Regions from separate parts of the Ovis aries genome. Here region 2 is linked to region 1. A link is a contact called in public Hi-C data. All regions are on one chromosome and are shown on one strand. Each heading gives the region's core, a stretch centred on a gene start, on an enhancer-like site or on the middle of the called end of the contact. The rest is flanking DNA. Distances are from core to core; before and after follow the strand shown.

What was found. Hi-C and Micro-C count contacts between places; a contact is called where the count stands out from the background.
Region 2: a contact with region 1 is called in a Hi-C map of mixed tissues, with 4 times the contacts expected there. The contact joins two enhancer-like sites. A contact is called at or near these places in 3 of 16 Hi-C or Micro-C datasets (hypothalamus, mixed tissues and muscle).

What each region holds. Positions count from the first base shown.
Region 1 is chr3:127,390,893-127,398,718 of ARS-UI_Ramb_v3.0, forward strand. It overlaps EPYC (epiphycan), which reads right to left. Exons shown (of 7, transcript XM_015094588.4): 3 at 4,602-4,773. Among named protein-coding and RNA genes, the nearest start is that of CCER1, 23 kb to the left of the region's middle. Within about 2 kb of position 4,634, at least 3 of the 54 cell types and tissues checked have an H3K27ac peak or open chromatin away from gene starts, as enhancers often do.
Region 2 is chr3:127,743,755-127,750,913 of ARS-UI_Ramb_v3.0, forward strand. No RefSeq gene overlaps it. Among named protein-coding and RNA genes, the nearest start is that of TRNAW-CCA, 29 kb to the right of the region's middle. Within about 2 kb of position 5,092, at least 5 of the 54 cell types and tissues checked have an H3K27ac peak or open chromatin away from gene starts, as enhancers often do.

The DNA.
Region 1 (7,826 bases), core at 3,384-5,883:
AGTAATGTCTCTCCTTTTTAATATGCTGTCTAGGTTTGTCATAGCTTTTCTCCCAAAAAGCAAACATCTTTCAATTTCATGGCCACAGTCACCATCTGCAGTGATTTTGGAGTCCGAGAAAATAACGTCGGTCACTGTTTCAATTGTTTCCCCATCTATTTGCCATGGGGCCAGGCCATGATCTTAGTTATTTGAATGCTGAGTTTCAAGCCAGCTTTTTCACACACCTCTTTCACTTTCATCAAGAGGCACTTTAGTTCCTCTTCACTTTCTGCCATAAAGGTGGTGTCATCTGCGCATGTGATATTATTGATATTTCTCCCGGCAATCTTGATTCCAGCTTGTGCTTCATCCAGCCCAGCGTTTCTCATGATGTACTCTGCATATAAGTTAAATAAACAGGGTGACAGTATACAGCCTTGACATACTCCTTCCCCTACTTGGAACCAGTCTGTTGTTCCATGTCCGGTTCTAACTGTTGCTTCTTGACCTGTATGCAGATTTCTAAGGAGGCAGGGAAGGTGGTCTGGTATTCCCATCTATTTAGGAATTTTCCACACTTTGTGATGTCCATACAGTCAAAGCCTTTGCCATAGTCAATAAAGCAGAAGTAGATGTTTTTCTGGAACTCTCTTGCTTTTTCAATGATCCAATGGATGTTGGCAATTTGATCTCTGGTTCCTCTGCCTTTTCTAAATCCAGCTTGAACATCTGGAAGTTCTCAGTTCACCTACTGTTGAAGTCTGGCTTGGAGAATTTTGAGCATTACTTTGCTAATGTGTGAGATGAGTGCAATTGTGTGGTAGTTTGAGCATTCTTTGTCATTGCCTTTTTTTGGATTGGAATGAAAACTGACCTTTTCCAGTCCTCTGGCCACTGCTGAGTTTTCCAAATTTGCTGGATGTGGATGGAAATGTAAGTAAAACAGGTATGGCGTGGATATGCTGCTGCTGCTGCTAAGTTGCTTCAGTCGTGTCCGACTCTGTGCGACCCCAGAGACGGCAACTCACCAGGCTCCCTCGTCCCTGGGATTCTCCAGGCAAGAACACTGGAGTGGGTTGCCATTTCCTTCTCCAATGCATGAAAGTGAAAAGTGAAAGTGAAGTCGCTCAGTCATGTCCGACTCCTAGCGACCCCATGGACTGCAGCCCACCAGGCTCCTCTGTCAATGGGATTTTCTAGGCAAGAGTCCTGGAGTGGATTGCCATTGCCTTCTCCAATAGCATGGACATAGATGTAGGTAAATTATGTGTCTGAAAATAGAAAGACCAAAGAGCCGTTAACCCAAAGACTGTATTTTCTTTGTGTAGGAGGAAGCTAAGCTCTCTGATGAGTTTGAAGAGTCTAGGGAGAAGGAGAGAATGGTTGTGAGACGTGAGATGGATGGAGAAAGTCAAGTAGCCATGAGAGACAGAAGAAAAAAGTGATGAAAAACTTTCTTGGAATTGCTTGGTGATCCTCATTTGGCTGAGAGTTTGCTGATTTTAGCTTTGGAAGCCTCGTGTCTTGGGATCCCTCGCTCCCAGGCAAATCAAGACATTTGGTTGCCCTTGTTGATGGATCCATTTGTGGCTTGAGATCAAGAATTAGTAATGCACCTACAAAGGTCTTATTGTTGTTGTTGTTTAGCTGTTAAGTGATGTCCGACTCTCTGCAACTCCATGGACTGTAGCCCACTAGGCTCCAATGTCCATGGAATTTTCTAGGCAAGTATACTGGAGTGGGCTGCCATTTCCTTCTTCCTGACCCAGGGATTGAACCCAAGTCTTCTGCATTTGCAGGTGGATTTTAGTGATTTTAATTATAAAGTTAGGATTCCCAAGAAAACAATGTCATTAAATAGAAAAAAATCACTTATAACAACTTCAGGAATGAAAGTTATTTTAGGAATGGAAGTTTGGGAAAAATTTTTAAGAGAGAGCTATAAAATATTTAATACTTGCTGCTGCTGCTAAGTCACTTCAGTCGTGTCCAACTCTGTGCGACCCCATGGACGGCAGTCCACCAGGCTCCCCCATCCCTGGGATCCTCCAGGCAAGAACACTGGAGTGGGTTGCCATTTCCTTTTCCAATGCGGCCATGCTAATTTAGCAGTAATTGCTTAGAGTAATTATATATAGGCATAACAATTGTTTTTAATTCTAGTTTTTTTTTCCACTTATAACTCAAGCCTACTCAATGTAGCTTCTGAGTATTATTTCTAGAAATTGATATTTATAGTAACAGATAATGTTTCAGTTTTTAATGTTTTAAATATATCCAAACTATTTGACTTAAATAAATTTACGATTTACATTTAATTTTTAAAGTTTAGATTTTACTTTTGTGCAAACTAAAATGTGAATTAAATTTTTAATTTCATTACTTAGACTCCTTAAAGAAACAAATTTTTTTAAGGCATAGTTCTTCTTACATTGTTTCACGATTTACATTATCGAGCCATACATTTTACTAGAGCTTTTCAGAAGACTGGGCATTCTTACTCCTCTTAATCTTGGCACATCGGGTAATTCCAAATCAGTCAACTTTTGAAAGCTCTGAAATTACTTAAAAGTAAGTAATGTTCTAGAGATATTTAATTTCCCTGTTTTGAGGACTTTCTACTGGGCACGCACATTTTGTTGTTTTTATTTTTTTATATATTTTTTCCTGGTTCTGTTTTTAGCATGTTCTATCACCCCACAGAAAGTTGACTGTGTGGGAAGAATACGATGTATTCATTAAAGGCAGGATTTAGCGGTTTCTGCCTTCATTCCAGCACCATTACGTACGACTTCCATGATCTTGGACCACTTTCACGGTATTTGGAATTTTAGTTTGCCTGTTTAGAAAGTGAAAATAATAATAACTAGCACGTACTTAGTACTATCGTGTCTCTTCAAAGACACAAAATAAAACACTTTGCTGCTGCTGCTAAGTCACTTCAGTCGTATCTGACTCTGTGCGACCTCATAGACGGCAGCCCACCAGGCTCCCCCATCCCTGGGATTTTCCAGGCAAGAACACTGCAGTGGGTTGCCATTGCCTTCTCCAAGAAAACACTTTAGGGACTGGCATATTGGCAGCATTTCACGAAAGACAACTTTTCATATGACTGCTTAGTGAATAGTGAGAAACTCATAGAATCAGAGAGTACATTGGTGATTACCAGGGACTGGCGGGAGGGGGAAATGGTTTCAGGTGTGTAAAATGAATTATATTCTAGACATCTGCTTACAACAGCGTGCCTACAGTTAATGTATCATACACTGAACAATTTATTGACAGTAAGAAAAAAAAAATTCTCTTCTATCAATGATAATGAGAATCACTACCACTGATGATGTTTACTGTGGGCCAGGCACTAAATTTATTCAGTTAATCCTTGTAACAACTCTATGAGGTAACATCTGTCACTGATTACCCCATTTTCTAGATGAGGAAACAAAGGCAAAAAAATATTGAATGCTTTGCTCAAGACTGAATATCCAGCAGATCTGAAAGTGGGGATCTGAATGCTCTTTCCTCCCTTTCTTTCTCTCAGTGCGCTCTGTACTGACTTTTTCTTATATTACCTATAACGCCTACTGTCTCTAAGTTGGTTCACATGTCTGTCTCTCTGTACTAGACAGAAATATCTGTGAAAATAGTAGTCATTTAAAGATGTTTGCATATCCAGAACTTACGGTACAGAGACATTCGATGCTAAGTAAACCTTCTCAATGGAAACTATTCGTTTTTTTCTGCACCCCCTTCATCAGAGCACATATTTTCTCCATGTGTGTAAAAGTATTCTAGTGTGAGTCCACTTGAATACCTCCCGAGGTTGACACTGACAAATTCTAACATGAAATATAGACAAACTGTAGGCTCACATTTAGCACCAGGAATTCCTTTTATCACCCCAAAAGCCCTGATTTACATAATGTTCAGGTTCTACAAAGTGGAGTCCAATATTATGGAACCCTGTCTTCCCTTTTCCTTTCTCTGCCCCTGGAATTGAGTGGAAAGGCAGCCTGGTTTCCGCTAAGAACACACTCAAGAATCAGAACAACTTTGCTTAAAACTCAGTGTGTGAAACTAATGTTCAGTGATCTCTGGAAAGTTCCAACCCTTTCTGAGCTAGTTTCCTAGGTAATAATATAAAAAAATGAATACTAATAACTTCACAGGGAGGTTGTAGTAGTCACATGAGGTAATGTGACATGCTGAGCCTTATGGCCCCCAGAAAGTGTGTGCTCAGTCAATGGAAAACATTATTACTATCATCACCATCATCACTTATCTCCTAGAAATGCTGGAACTTGATCTCTCAGCCATGGATTCGGATCTTGCTAACAGTGTATCCTTTGGTCTAGAAATGCATTCCACCACAAAGCTTTTTGAATTATGATGCCAAATATTTTCACCCCAGATCTTTGGTTATTTGATCATTTCCATCATGCCAAAGCTGAATTATTAAAACTGCTTTATATTTTAACACAAAATACACATGTATCCCCTGCTTCAAACCTAGCCTCTACCAAAGCTCTCTCCATGTGGGTCCCTGCAGAGTTGGAACTTGGCAGTTTTGAGAAAGAGACAACTGAACGTCATTACAGTCCAGCCCTGATGGACCTGACCTTCATTGGTCTGTGGACCCAGAACCCCGGTGAATTCAGGCTCTTGTGGGGAAGAACCATCGATCAGCCTGGGGGTAGATTCCTCTTCCTCTTCCTCTTCAGCCTCCTCTGGCTGTGGGGGCGGAGTGAGGAGCTCTCTGTTTCCAGAAGGCATCACTGTCGCTATTTCAATCTAAAAAAGAAGCAGAATTTCATCAGGCAACCTTCTCAATCACCCTTTGTGGCCGTGACACAAATTAAAAAAAAAAAAAAAAAAAAAATGTATCCATCTTTGCCACAAGAGGGCGCTGGTGTCCTGAAGTTGAACACTGTGACGCCTGCTTGCCTCTGAAGGCACATGCGGTTCCTGTTTTGTTTTTAATTAATTTTGTTTCTCAAATCTTAGTAATAGTTTCCAGCGCCTTTTTAATTTTGGTCTTATTGCTCTTTAAAACACCCGCGTGTGTTTATTTCATAGGATTAAAAATAACCTTGTTTATTGTTTTCTAAATACATAGTGTTGCAAGAATGCCTTATTGTGAAAGATTCTGAGAGTAAAATCCGAAATTCCCCTTCCTCCTGCAGCCCCAATTCTACTCCCAATAAGAAATTGATGTGTATTTTCAAGTCCTTTTAATCTTTGATTTTCTAGATTCAAATATTCTGTTCCTTTACAGTGATTTACACTTCCTTCGGTTGCATTTTTACTGAAAAGTAAAAGGCAACCCACTCCAGTACTCTTGCTTGGAAAATTCTTTGGATGGAAGAGCCTGGTAGGCTATAGTCCAGGGGCTGCAAAGAGTCAGACACGACTGAGCGACTTCACTTTCCTCTCCTTTATCCTTTATGCTAAACTACAATATGTAAAAGTATGAAAACTACATGATTTGATCATGGAATGCCATTTCTCATATGTTTTCACTATTATTTGAATAACAAATATTACCAATAATATCGGGATATTAAAATTGACCTTCTTGAGAGCTTTGACAATACAAGGCACTTTTATAAAATTTGGAAACCTAGTCAAAGATGGCTTCTATTTTAGATTATTCTTGATTTTCTCTTCTTACTTCCATGCTTTATGCAGTGAGTTTTTGATTCTAAGAACACTGGCACTTAGAAGAGCCCCTTACTCACCTTTCTTCCCTTATCTCAGTGTCTGTTTCTTTGTTGTCATTTAGTTTGTAAATTGTGTCGGACTCTTTTGCAACCCCATGGACTGTAGCCCACCAAGCTCCTTTGTCGATTGGATTTTCCAGGCAAAACCCTGGAGTGGGTTGCCATTTCCTTCTTCAAGGGATCTTCCTGATCCAGAGATTGAACCAGGGCCTCCTGCATTGGCAGGTGGATTCTTTATCACAAACCACTAGGGAAGCCCCTGTTTCTTTGTATCCCTTAGTAAATCCCTACCACCCTACCCTAACTTCCTGCTGACCTTGCAACTTTGGGTGAGAAATTTGCTCAAGACAATTGGTTGTCAACATGTAGGAACTGGCTCAGAGGTAAAGAATCCACCTGCCAAGCAGGAGACACAGGAGACCTGAGTTCCATCCCTGGGTTGGGAAGATCCCCTGGAGGAGGGCATGGCAACCCACTCCAGTATTCATGCCTGGAAAATCCCGTGGACAGAGGATCCTGGTGGGCTACAGTCCATGGGGTTGCAATCAAATACAACTGAGTGACTACACCAGCTCACAGGCTTATGTAGGAATCATCCTTAGAGGACTAGTTTTTTCAGGGCACCCTAGAATTTCCAAAGTCTCCCTTTATCACCTTGATTTTTTTAATCCTTCTTCATTTGTTTTCATTAAACACATACACAAATTACTTTCTAACTTACTTAATGTCAACATGATATGCAAGCTACTACTTTCATGTTTGAAATATGAAATATGTAAAATAAATACATAATTACACTAGATACTTTCTGAGTATTTTAGATAGATGTTTCAGATTATTTTAAAATTTTATGATAGACTTATGATTTAAGGTCACTTTTATGCGCTTGAATACATTGCTTCACAAATGAAAAGTATCCCTTTAAAGGAAACTAAACTATTTTTTGGTCAATTTATTTTTCTGGATTGTGTCTCCTTCTGTGCATCTGTAGTTTCTCCATTTCACCCCCTTCCTGCATTGTATGGTATTGATTCCATCGGTTTTCTGTATGGTACACTTTGAGTTAGGTCTTCTATCTTTGCACCTCAAGGCTGTAGCATAGTAGGTGGTCAACAAGTGCTTATTGTTTATAATAAAAAAAATATTTGCTTGTCCAAAATATATCTAATTCACAGCTCCATGCTTGGTTTTAGACATTTTGCTAAGAAAAATCAACACAGGTATTAAAGCTTATTTTACTGCATTTAAAGCATGAAAGCAAACGTAAAGCAAATTACAGTATATTGGGTGCATTAGGAAGCCATACATGAAGATATTATAAAACATGTCCAGAAATCTCTGCCTGAGAAGCACACTTCCTTAAACAGAGAAACATACGGTTTCCATCTGCAGGGTCAGAAGGAGGCAGTTTCAGAAGGAATGGATTTGCAGAGAGACCAAAAGGAGGTTCTGGGAAGAACGGAAATTGAGACAGATGTTTCATGGAATGGAGGCAGCCTAAAGGGAGAAACACATTCCAGACACGTTGCCTTGAATCTTTAGCTTTGTAGAAAAATGTTTGTGCATGCTTTTTTTTTTTTTTACAGATAATTGTTTTTCCACTGATTTGACGTGAAGCTGTAAGATCTCAGTTGTCATTCAATATAATGAGGCAAAACAGCTTTTATGTTTATCAAAAACTGTTTTGTTCATGCTTCCTTGCTAATAAAATGTGAATGTTGAGCAGCTTTTAAGACCGATGGAAAGTAATGCATTTTCAGTTCAGCAAAGTTACAGAACTATAGCCTCAAAGTACTGTGCCCGGAGAGACTTTTGCCCTGCAGATGCATTTATTCTCACCATTGGATAGGAGTGATTTAGGGTTCTGTCTTCTTTTCCTCTTTAACAATTTTCATACCGTGATATGAAGCGGTGAGGCAATGCATGCAGGAAAATGAGGCCAGGAAGACGTAACCACCTGGCTCTCCGAGTAACAGACTTTTATGCTTAATGCTGCAGAAACCTAAATTTGGGAAGAAACATAAACGGCCAGAAAATACCCCTGCCCCCTTTCTCAAATGCACACATAACTGAGCCTCTGATATAAATATTCTTTTGGAGTTTTTCTCCCCTCTTTTTCATTTC
Region 2 (7,159 bases), core at 3,842-6,341, 350 kb after region 1:
AGGCCAAATGGCCTTGGACAGGGTCTTTCAAACCAACTGGTTGTCAGGCTGATCCTGAAAACTGGATATTATCAAATATGTATGACTAATGAGGGGAGAACAACAGCAAGAAAATTGTTTACATATATACCCTGCGGGATTCTCTCAGTCTTAAAAGGATGCTCATAGTGAGCTGTTTGATCACTGTCAGTGTTCATTAATTAACAGAAAAGATTACTGGGGAATATGAATTACTTTGTCGTGTTAGTCTATTTAGTGCCATAATTGGTCCTGGCAGAACTCTGAAGGGACACACGTGACCACACCTCAAGATGCCAGCTGCCTTGGAATTGAAGGCTTAAAATTGTCCCTTGGTGACTGACAATTCTGGCAAAGCTCTGTGAAGAACACTGTACATCTAATATTCCAACAAGGAGAAATCAGTACATCAGAAAAAAAAAAAAATCAGTGTCCAGCAATGTGCTTGGTCCCATGAATCAAAGGGAACAAAATGTTTTCCATCTGGGGAGAGGGGTTGTGGCTCCTATAGGAGGTTTCAGACTTTTCTCAATTATCAGAGTCAAGCTGGGGCATGGGGTTCACAGTAGAAGAAAGGTGAGGTCCAGCTGGAGCTCATTTCTCCTCTCTCCCCTCTTCCCTGAAGCCTCTGTACTAATCCTACGTTCTTCAGTTGCTTTCAGTCTCTGGCTTCCCAGGTGGCCCCAGGGGTAAAGAACCTGCCTGCTGACACTAGAGACGCAGGTTCAGTCGCTGGGTCAGGAAGATCCCCTGGAGGAGGGCATGACAACCCACTCCAGTATTCTTGCCAGGAGAATCCCATGGATAGAGGAGCCTGGCAGGCTACAGTGGCAAAGAGTCAGACCGAAGCGACTTAGCAGCAGCAGCAGCTTTCAGTTCAGAGGAGAAGCGTGGGCATGCCAACAGCCTTCACCATCTGGAATTTTTTTTTTTTTTTTTTAACATCAGACATACTATCCTCTTTTCAGGTTAATATGTCTAGCCTAAAATCTTACCATTACAGAAAATTATGTTGGTGGAGCTCTTGAATTATAGCATAACAACAATTCATATGCATGCAAAAATACCAATGTTTAATTTTCCAAATGGCAATGATAGAGTGTGTTTGTGCTAAGTTGCTTTGGTCATGTCCAACTCTTTGAGACCCCGTGGATCGTAGCCCGTCGGGCTCCTCTGTCTGTGGGATTTTCCTCTGGGCACTTGGCTCTCTCAGTACATTTTCATAAGAAGCCCAGGAATTAGGCTGCAAGATTTCCTTCTTCAATTGTGCCATTCAAGAAAATCTTATATGTTACCATTCAGGTGGTTTGCTTTCGATTTCTGCTTCAAGGTGGGTAACAGAAGAGTGATATGTGAGCATCCTTTGCGGTGTTCAGTTTGCTTCAAGAATATACTACAGAAACGGAAGGAAAGTGAAGTCACTCAGTCGTGTCCGACTCTTTGCGACCCCGTGGACTGTAGCCTACCAAGCTCTTCTGTCCAAGGGATTCTCCAGGCAAGAATACTGGAGTGGGTTGCCATTTCCTTCTCCAGGGGATCTTCTTTACCCTGGGATCGAACCCAGGTTTCCCGCATTGGAGGCAGACGCTTTAACCTCTGAGCCACAAGGGAAGCGTCTAAGGTCTAACACAGTTTAATGCAATGCAGACCATATCAGTCAATACTATGATGGCAGGGTAAAGTGTCCAGTTCTGCAAGGAGGGGGCAGAGTATTGCTCTACGTTGAGGACTTCTGGATTAGAGAAAAAGAGCTGCCGGTGGGAATCCCACCTCCTTTTTATTTTCTAACCAAGGGTCAAAGTGCAGGAGAAAAATAGACCTGATCAAGCAAAGGAATTTCACTGGAGTGGGGGTGTATTTTCCTGAATAAAATTATTTAGACGATAAACTATTCTCACTGAGAGAGTTGAAAGGAAGCTTGCTGGAAAGAAAATGGGAACCTTTCACTCTTCTGCACCAAGGAATTAGTAAAGCAAGTGAAGTAGTGGAAGATGGGGCATTATCTGTAAGGAGGTGCCACAGGCCTGCCTATGGGCCAGATCTCAAATTCCACTGCAGAGCCCTGATCTGAAAGACAAGGCAGGAAAAAAAACCAGAACAAAACAAACACTTTGGGAGAGGGTGCTCTACCCCAGGAATGTGCCTGGGGAAATAAGCAGTTAACCTCAAAGGAGCAATTCACATTCAATCACCTGATTCTGGGAGAACAGAGGGGAAACAGGGCTCACACTGTCTGAAGTTTCTCTGAGAGAGGAATTTATTGTCTTGGAGTGGTGGTTTAGTCTCTAAGTCATGTCTGACTCTTGTGAATGCATAGACTATACCCTGCCAGGCACCTCTGTCCATGGGATTTTCCAGGCAAGAATACTGGAGTGGGTTGACATTTCCTTCTCCAGGGAATCTTCCCAACCCAGGGATCGAACCCACATCTGCATGGCAGGCAATTCTTTACCAACTGAGCCATCAGGGAAGCCCCCTTGTCTGGGAGAAACCAATTCAAGACATTTTCCTACTGTCAATGAAAGTTGAACATCTAGAGAACTCTGAAATATTTTGCAGGGGTGCAGGTTTTCCAGGAGATATGCAGGGATAATATTTTTAAATATCTCATACTATTTGTTTATTTCTCTTAGTAATTCATTTTCCTGCTCTTCTCTCCTCCACGTGGAGTTGAACCCAGTGTTTCTAGAGAAAAGTATGATTGGGCAGAAACTAGAGGAAAAAAGAGGTATCTTTAACGTAAGAAAGATACCAAGCATTTCTTTCTATCATTGGGAGAGCACTTGTTTAGAAAATATTTTCCCAGATAGTAGAAGAAAAGGAAAGACAAAGAGGGCAGAGATAAAAAGAGTGATAATGTTGGGGTTCTGTTTATGGGATTGCATGTGAAGGGGCCACATTGGCAAGAATGTAAAGAGCCATGGTACAGAGCTACCCATGAAAGACACTGTTTGTATTCCCAGGGGTTGTAGGGAAACTGATTCAGCATATGGCCAACTGCCCAGCCTCATCCCCAGTAGGGACCATACACAGAGGCTGCCCTGGGTCCATACTAACTTCTGCAGGCGGATTCCCTTTACAATAGCCATATACAGATGAAGAGTTCCTGCGTCATCATGCTGGTGAAAAGACACAGCATCATAAACAGAGCGGTCGCCTCTCTTATCTACCTCCTCCTGCACTTCCCCAGTCACACCTGACTCCACACTACGTTTCTCGAACTGCGCATTCTCCTTTTCTATCACAGGCCATTTACAAATGCTGTCCCGGAGTCTGGAGCTCTCCTGTCACCTATCCACTTGCCCCTGCCACTTTCTCCTCTAAACATATACATGTTCAAGACGTTTATCCTTCAGATCTCAGCTGAATGGTGTATCCTTGGGGAAAATCATTTTAGTAACTTTTAAGAGCATTTAGATTCTTATGTACATATACATATACTAGAACTGTCATTCTTAACAGAGGGAAGCCTAGATTATAATTGTGCATACATTATTATTAGTATAATTGTGTGATTCAAGTCCCTCTGTCCTATTTGGCCCTAAACACACTGAGAACAGGGATCACATCTTTTTGGCAAACACTGTATCGCCAGCACACTACATAATGCGTGGCAAACCTGTAGCTGCTCAATAAATAGTCCATGGATGAATAGATGCATCTTTATCTAATAACGTCCCTGGCATGTATATAATGCACACACATTTATATAAAAATATATGTGCATATACATCTTGCTGCTGCTAAGTCACTTCAGTCATGTCCGACTCTGTGCGACCCCGTAGATGGCAGCCCACCAGGCTCCCCCGTCCCTGGGATTCTCCAGGCAAGAACACTGGAGTGGATTGCCGTTTCCTTCTCCAACGCATGAAAGTGAAAAGTGCAGGTTAAGATATGTTAAACAAATAAATTCATGAATGATTTGTTTAAGATGCTGTGTGATAAAATAAAATAAACATGAACTTTTCAACCAAGCAAGTTAGGGTTGAACTGCAGTTCTTCAACTAACTAAGTTTGGGGAAAATATCTTATAATTTTGAGCCTCAGTTTACTGACCTGAGAGAAAGAATAACAACTCTGAACATTGCTTGTCAATGTCAAATGAAATAATGTACAAAAACTGCCCAGGCTGGTGATTAGTATTAATATATACTAAGTGCTCAAGAAATCATGGCTACTGAAATGATTAAATTAGTGTAAATTAGGATATAGAGGTCAGTTTAGCTGAGTTGCCCACAAAACAGTGCTGGATACATAAAATGGATTCAATAAATAGGATAAACAAGTGAATAAATGCATGTTTAGAATGACTGGAAATCTCTATTGTATGAGCAATTTATTTTTCAAGTTTCCTAGAACAATGCAGAATCCTGCCGCTAGGGGTCAATAAATAGACACTGAAAAAACAAGGCCTCCGATTCCTAGATTCTGATAACTGATGTAAAATTTTTTTGTAAAAAATATTAAGGCATGACAAATATTTATGTAAACAAAGTAATGTGCTCAGTCAGTTATTCAAAAGTTCTCAACTATCTAACAGTTATCTATCAAGTAAATCATATATTCACAATCTTTCTCTTTCTTCCTCCCTCCCTTATTTCTTTTCTTTTCTCCCTAACTGACCTCTCTCTCTCCCCTCTTTCCTTCTTCCTTCATATTAGGAAACAAAGAACAAAACTTTTACCTGAATTCTCACTATAACTTTACAAGGCATTGTTGTTGTTCAGTTGCTAAGTCACATCCGACTCTTTGCAGTCCCATGGACTGCAGCACGCCAGGCTACCCTGCCCTTCACTGTCTTCCAGAGTTTGCTCAAACTCATGTCCATTGAGTCAGTGATGCTATCTAACCATCTCATCCCCTTCTCCTTTTGCCTTCAATCTTTCCCAGCATCAGGGTCTTTTCCAATGAGTCGGCTCTTCACATCAGGTAGCCAAAGTATTAGAGCTTCAGCATCAGCCCTTCCAATGAATATTCAGGGTTGATTTCCTTTAGGACTGACTGCTTTGCTCTCCTTGTAATCCGAGGGACTCTCAAGAGTCTTCACGCCCATGCATAAACAAGGAAGCTAAGGCTCTAGAGCTGGCCAAGGACTGGGCTAAGACTGTGAACTTTCCACTCTGTCTCAACTGCCTTCAGTTTGCACCAACTCCAATAACTGTTTAAAGGTCACTCCACCTATTTCTCATTGTGGTTCAACTTCCTTGATGTTTTCCCCCAGTTCATCCATGATTCAGATTTCTTCCATTTTCTTCTATTTACATCTGGGTAAAGACTTCTCTCTTCTTTGGCTCTGTATTTAGAAGGCATCCTCAACAATGTCTGATTTTAGCCTAGATAAGGCTTCTGTGTTACATGCTATATTAATTTGCTACAGCAGCCATAACAAAGGATCACAGGCTCTCTGGAAACTATTAATGCAACTTCAAGAACAAGATATCTGAAGGGTTGGTTTTTCCAGACCTCTCTCCTTGACTAATAGATGGCCATCTTCTCCCTGTATCATCACATCGTCTTTTCTCTGTACGTGTCTGTATCCAAATGTTCTCTTCTTATAAGAACACCAGTCATACTGGATTAGATTCCACACTAATGACTTCCATTTAACCTATTTGCTTCTTGAAAGACTTTATCCCCAAATACAGTCACATTCTGAGGTACAGAGAGTAAGGACCTCAACATGTGAATTTTGAAGAGACATAGTTCGGCTCATAACATAAATCTTCCCAGCACCCCAAAATTTCTCAATTGCACTTACCATAACTGTAATTATTTACATGTGGAATTCATCCTAAATGTCTCCTACATACTTGTAGGCTGAAGGTTTCTGTAAGGGCAGGAATCAGTTATATTTGATAACCTTGGTATCTGCAAGTGTACCTGGTACCTGGTACACAACACAGAGCACATTATCTTCTTTACGTTGCTATTAATATCACCCTCTTTATTATTGTTTCCAACGTAACTCCAGTTTCTAGCACAAAGTGGCTGAGTAAACGTTTAAAGACACGTAATAGCTGGCAGCTGAAAAGAACGCTCTGAACATTTTTTTTTTTCCTTTTTAATTAACTGTGCACTTTCTTAGAATGCCAACCCACTGATGAGGCCATCCTGTCCTGGCCACACATCTGCAGCAGCAAACAGAGGAAGGATAGTTCGTACAGTCAGGTGTGCTTCATGAAAGCTAATTCGTTGCCGCATTGTGTTTTTGATGGCTCACTAAGTACACAAACTGCTGCTCTGTGATCACTGGCAGGCGGCCTGTAGCTCCAGACTCAGTACCGCCCGGGAGCCCAGGCCCTGGAGCTGCCTGCCTGGCTTGCCCTGCTGCTCTGCTAGCTGCACTTCTCTCTACCAGATGGGAGTTTATGCAGCAAGGGTGCATTGGACACCTGTTACCCACATTCCCTATCTTTCTAGACTTTTCTCCAGTTACTGAACACCCTGAATTTCCCTGCTTGAATTCCCTGACATTGCTTATGGGGTTTGCATAAACCCCTTTCCCAGATCCATCCTATTGAGAGGACCCCAGACCTAAGAAGGGCTTCCCAGGTGGCTTAGTGGCAAAGAATCTGCCTGTCAATGCAGCAGACGTTCGATCCTTGGGTCAGGAAGATCCCCTGGAGGAGGAGATGTCAACCCACTCCAGTATTCTTGCCTAGAAAACTCAGTGGACAGAGGAGCCTGGCGGGGGTAGAGTCCATGAGGTTGCAAAGAGCTGGGCACAGCTGAGCATGAGTGCGAGGCCAGATCACTAGCCTAAGAAATGGCCAGTGATCCCTTATGGTGCAACCTCAAGAGCCAGGTTTGGAAGGAAAGGGGGACAGGGCATGGTCAAAGGTCCCTATGTGATCTTAGTTCTGTCTCCTGAAATATAGGGGCAGGCCTGGATGCCATTGCATATTTTATATTCTAGTGTCTCACCTAACCAATTATACTAAAATCCACAAGAAGTTTTCCCAAGATGCAGCCCCGGGAAATCGTATGCCTCTCTGGAGTCAGAGTTGTTGAACGTGTTTGTTGCCTAGAGTCAGTCAGGTCTAAACCTGAATACCAAATCTACCAGCACCATCTGTGTGCCTTTAAACAAACTGCTTAAACTTTCTGAGCTACAGTTTTCCAATGAAAAATAGATTTTGGG